Regions from separate parts of the Mus musculus genome. Here region 1 is linked to region 2. Evidence: chromatin contacts called from public Hi-C data. All regions are on one chromosome and are shown on one strand. The core of a region is the stretch at or near the end of the contact, and the rest is flanking DNA. Distances in the headings are between cores, read along the strand shown.

Region 1 (2,700 bases), core at 114-2,613, 87 kb before region 2:
AGATATGAAAGTTTCTCAGTGAAAATCTGACTTCTCACACAGCATCTAGTGGAACTTTGGAGAATTCTTCCTGGACTCCCTCCAGATCTTCACCACACTGTCTGTAGAGAAGCCGTGAATTGTGACTAGAAACGACTCTCGCCTGTTGCTCTGTCGGACTAAACAGCTAACTTGATGAGCGCATTTCCATAGGAAAAGAAATCTAAGAACTCACCATCCCTGGCCTGGCTTATGACACCCAGCTCTTCAATTCTGTCAGGAGAAATTATGATGGGGTGGAAGACACCTTTAAACTTTACTTCAGGTCCTAAGGGATTGTGGTAGAGACACAAGATTAGAACAAAAAGACACAAATGACTCTCTACTTTGAATTATGACTAAACGAATGTCTTTGCACATAAGGAAGTTGTTTCCTTTTATTGGTCTGTTTATTGCAAACCACAAGCAGAGATATTTAGGGAGCCTTTGGAATTGTTAGCTCTAAAACGCGTGTGATACGGAACACTCAGATTCGCTTGGAGCAGATCCTGAAGGCCCTGCGAAGAGATGGGCAGCCACGCCAGGCCTATGTGGGAAAGGTGAAGGCTCCAAAACTGCTGTCTCTATAAAATATGCCAGAGCCACTGAGAAGCCATCCAAAGAGGAAAGACAGAGCAGTTTCAGGACGAGAGCCAGTGTGGTACCCAAATGGAAAGCCAGGATACCTGTACCCTGATGCTGGTTTACCATGTGGCCAGCAAGCCTGCCAGTGAGGCACAGGGCAGGCAGCTACCCAATGCTGTAACATTTCTTAAACAATACTGGGTTTTCTGGCTATTTTCCTGACATCAATACATTGAATTTGCTCCCTCATAAAATATCCCAAGAAGAGTCTACATACCCACAGAAGTGTACCCCATGACAATAGGGGCCTGGGGATACTTGAATTTAGCTTCCACAAGTTCCTTCAGAGTCACGGGGGAAATCCATGTCACCCTCTCACCATAAAACACTCTGGTCTTTGGTGGCTGTTTCTCAGCTATTCTCTATTGAAAAAACAACAGGGATTTGAGAGAGCTTGTGACAAAATTCTCTTCTGCTTTCACTCTAGAGAAAGGAAATCTAAAAACTAAATTTCGTGAGCTAAAAATAGAGCTTCCCCAGGAGCCAGAGTTCACAGTTTAAGGTCTGACGCAGTTTACCCATGGAAACAGCTCCCATCGGCTCTGACATCTCCCAGAAACCCATTTTGGCGTTCGCTAACACAGCAACATGCTCAATTTTGCCAAACTGTCAGAAAAATGAACTCGCGCATAAGTGGGAGGGGAAAACGAGTTGATGTTGAAGGACACTGATTGCATGTCTGTGACTTAACCAGCTGTGTGTGACATCCTCCACCCCTTGTGCTGGCTCTGCCCTCCACCTCTTCCTCCTCCCGCCCACACATTCTGGACTCTGAGGAGAGGACGCTGGCTGGCGCCTGTTTGCCCATCAGTATTTTTTTTTCTTTCTTTGTAATGTTTTCTTAATTCTTTGAGAACATTATATATGAATGTAAAACATCATTATTAAATTCCTCCCATTCCTCCCCTAATTCCCCCCAGATTCACCATCCACCCTCTCCTCCAGCCTCCCCGAAACCCCTGTGCAACTTCATTTTCTCCTTTTTATTTTTTTTCCAAAACCTACTGAATTCAATGTGTGCGATCCATCCACATGGATGTGGGGCCATCCACTGGGTCATGGTCAACCTAGGTCATACCCTTGAAGAAAACTGACCATCCCTTCCCCACAGCCTTTAACTAGCGACAGTGTGTGAGCTAAGGCTGGGCGCCGTGAGCCTCTCAGCTCTCCGTGCTGGATGTTCACTGGTTTGTCCTTGTGCAAACAATGACTTCATGAATGCAGTGATTCTGTCACATCCAGGAGACACTCTTTCCACCCCGTTTCTCTATGGTCCCTGAGTCTCGGGGGTGGGGTAAGTGTGATACATAAGTCCCATCCAGGCTGAGCACTCTGCAGATAATTACTGTCCACCCTCTGACAAGCTGTGAATTTAACCACTTTAACCGCTCTCCCCTGCACAGTGTCTCTGAGGAGATCTGGGATCTGCACCATGAGATTTTGAAAAGCCTCCTCCTGACATCGTACCATGAGTTCCTTACCATTAGCTCGGGAGGAAATATCAGCTCTTGGGTCGGGTCCAGTGGCAGAAATTCCTCTTCTGAGAACAGTTCTGGACTTGTCTTTAGAAAGAGAAAATGACAGAAGTTATCATCATAATACCTCTTATTCTCAGGAGAGAGCTCCGTTACAACCACTGTGGGCGCAGAAAACCACAGACAATTTGAACTTTAGGCTTTTATACACACTACATTTTTTTTAAAAAATCATTCTTATGGTAAATCTTTGCAACATACTCTAGTACTAAACATACCCTACCCCCGTCTTTTCATTTTTATAAAAAAGAATCTATAATTACTCATTGGCATATCTGAATTACCAGCATCCCTTGCCATGTGCTTCGGAGTCATTCATTATTAAGTATAATAATGATTATCTGAACACAGCACTGCGTGACTGAGCTAGTCAGTCTGATGGCCATGACAACTACTTAGTGACAGATGGGCAGGTGATGTATGCCCCGTGGATACACTGGATACATTCCAAGTAAGGCAGAGGACAGCGTAGTCAGAGTTCATTACGCTATTCACAATGGCG
Region 2 (2,700 bases), core at 131-2,630:
GCTTCATTCATTTCAACTCAACGTTGCCCTGCCTCTACTCTGAGGTAGCCATTATCCTCTGTAACTATTTTGATTGGTGTCTGTTTTGACCCCCACCCCCGCCCCAAAGAGGAGGAAGAGGAGGCAGCCATGGGCTTTCTACAGTCCATGATCTAAGAATACATACTACATATTTTAATGTTACAAAAAAAAAAGAAATCTCATTTTGAAGAATATTTCCTGACTCATGCAATAAGAAAATTTACTTTCACTGCCCATATAAAGCTGAAATACAGCACTGCTCAATTCAGTTTCTTTCATTGTCTATGTCTACTTTCACACCACACTAGGAAAGCTGATCGATCAGCTATGCTTAAAATGCAGAATTTTTTTTTTCCCAGATAAGATAGGTGAGGCAAATGCCTACATGTGTCTACGTGGGCATTTGGAGAGAGGACTACTGTTAGGGAAATACTACTTTGAATTGGCTAGCGTCATCCCATGGGTTGGGACTCTATGCTCCCTGCTGTTAGGAACTGATACCTTTGAAACTCAGGGCCAAAATAAACCCTCACTCCTTTAAGTTGTGTGTGTCAGGTCTTTTGGTTACAGTGATTAAAAATACTAAAATGTAAACTATTGACACTGTCTTGGCCAGCGCTCCATTCTCAGAGCCTGGTCTCTATCCTGTGAGAAATCACGGCAGCTTGAACAAACCTTCCCTGTCTCCCAAGACTTTTTAGCTGAAGGGCAGGCTGCCATACTTCTGGCTGGCTTCTTTCCTAAGACCTGTAAAAGAGGACTTTAGAATCTAGTAAGGAGCGAAGTGCCCGGAAAACAGGACTGTTTCACTCATCTTGAAATACATAGCCCTATACAGTTGGAAGATTTAAGTGTTATGGGGGTTTTATTAAGAAGAAATTAAATAGTTCTACAAGCGACTTAATACAGTGCTGGGTGTGCAAGAATGTTGAATGGAGGGTTGTCCTCCCTCCTCGGTTTTCCTTCCTGTAACAAGAATAAAACTACCATCTTAATTCTGATGTATGAAATTTCCAAAGATTTAATAAATATTTTTAGAAACCAACCACCATCTTTTACAGGTATAAAGTGTGCCTTGTGGAAAAGCTTTGCACGCCACAAACTATGCAAATGGGTAGATCCAAGTTCTAATATGTTAATGGAGTAGCTTCCCCTGGGGCTGGAAAACATCCTGTTCCACCAGAGGGGCCTAGACTCCGGGAAAATTCAGGAACGTTCTTGGGGCGTGGCCACCGCCGTCCCGTGGGCGGGGCGGGTCCGGGGCGAGGCCTCCCTTTTGGCGCACTGCACGTTGGGACCGCACGGGGGCGCCGCGGGTTGCTCCGCTCTACCAATCGTGGAGCATCCGAGTAGGCGACGGCTTACTTCCGCGTCCGGGCCCGGCTGCGTTGGGCGGCTGCGCCCAGGGACTGGCGGCCGCAGGTCAGTAAGCAGTCGCCGCTCCGCCCGCCGGTGTGGAGGAACCGGGCTCCGGGTGGGTGGCGGGCCCCGAAGCCTTGCGGGGCATCCTGAGGGAGGCCCCGGCCGGCCTCTCTGATGAAACGGGCGCTTTGGGTACCAGGCTTCGTTGTAGACCGAATTGGGGTCCGCTGGCCCAGGAAGACTTTGGCGGGGCCTGGTGATTCCCCATCTTTCCCGGTTTTGTCCAGCCGTGGCGAAGGGGCGTGAGCCCCATGAGCTGTGTTTCTCAAAAGTGTAGTCGGCGCCCGTCCCCACCTCTCAGACTTTGTGAATCAGACCCTGATGTGGCCGGGAGTCTGCCTTTTCAGCAGACATCCTCGACGGTTTGGTGCATCGTGCGGGAACCCTGCCTTCTCACAACAGAGTCCTCAGTGGGTGCATCGAGGAGTGTCATCACGGGGCCTGGCCTTGGGCTGCGGTCCCCAAATGGCAGCTGATAGTCAGTGAAGGGCCTAAACCAGGTGGAAGTTGTGTTAAAGGGATGGTCTGTGGGAGCATCCGTGAGAACCTGAAGCTGGCCCTTCTGGTTCACCTGGCTGCCCTGGGTTGTGACAGGCTCCACTGCTTATTATCAGGCAAGTCTGTGTAGACACCACACACATCAGTGAATTTTTTGCCCCTAGTGTTCTGTGTTAGTAGGGACAGTAAAATTTGTATGATAAAGTTTTTCTATGAATTAGGTAATGTTTCTTCACAGTGTCAGATACACAATAAGCATTCAGTAAATGGAGATTACTAAGAATGGCAGTGCCTTTGCTTTTATTGGGCTTATGGACAAAATAAAAATTAAAAAAAAATAGAGATTTAAACACATGGTGTAAGATCTGTATGAGAGTTTGTTGTGCAGGGGTACCAATTCCGCGCAGAAAGATCTTGCAAGAGATGAATCTTTATGTACGAACATGAGAAAATTCTAGAGAGCAGGTGTCTGTGAACAGTGTGAACCAGTTGGTTGCTCTGCTTCATGATTGGTTAGAGTGCTACTTCCAGGACTTTAAGGCAGCAGGAGGTCACGCCAGTAAGTGTTTTTGGAGGCCTGGACCTTGTTGGGTTCCTAATGAATTTTGTCTATTGTCCTTTTCTCAGATTCATAATGGCATATGGTGAAGTTGGTGTCTGTGGGGAAGGATTTTAGTTGATCATTTAGTAACACTGAATTGGCATGGATTCAGTTGAGTTTAGCAGTAAGTTTTTCACTTACTATGAAAGTGTAGAAGC

What was found. Hi-C and Micro-C count contacts between places; a contact is called where the count stands out from the background.
Region 1: a contact with region 2 is called in a Hi-C map of Sertoli cells, with 2.3 times the contacts expected there. The contact joins the enhancer-like site here to the promoter of Kctd18 in region 2. A contact is called at or near these places in 1 of 39 promoter capture datasets (macrophages), 2 of 484 Hi-C or Micro-C datasets (Sertoli cells and uterus), 1 of 115 datasets of contacts at active chromatin or transcription factors (embryonic stem cells) and 2 of 9 other capture datasets (adipose tissue and liver).

Annotation. Positions count from the first base shown.
Region 1 is chr1:58,055,739-58,058,438 of GRCm38.p6, reverse strand. Aox1 (aldehyde oxidase 1) reads right to left here. Exons shown (of 35, transcript NM_009676.2): 8 at 2,145-2,225; 9 at 881-1,025; 10 at 215-307. Among named protein-coding and RNA genes, the nearest start is that of Aox1, 27 kb to the right of the region's middle. Within about 2 kb of position 1,363, at least 18 of the 459 cell types and tissues checked have an H3K27ac peak or open chromatin away from gene starts, as enhancers often do. A contact at or near this core is called in Sertoli cells and uterus, where this site is marked.
Region 2 is chr1:57,968,764-57,971,463 of GRCm38.p6, reverse strand. Kctd18 (potassium channel tetramerisation domain containing 18) reads left to right here and starts at 1,380. Exons shown (of 7, transcript NM_001159864.1): 1 at 1,380-1,443.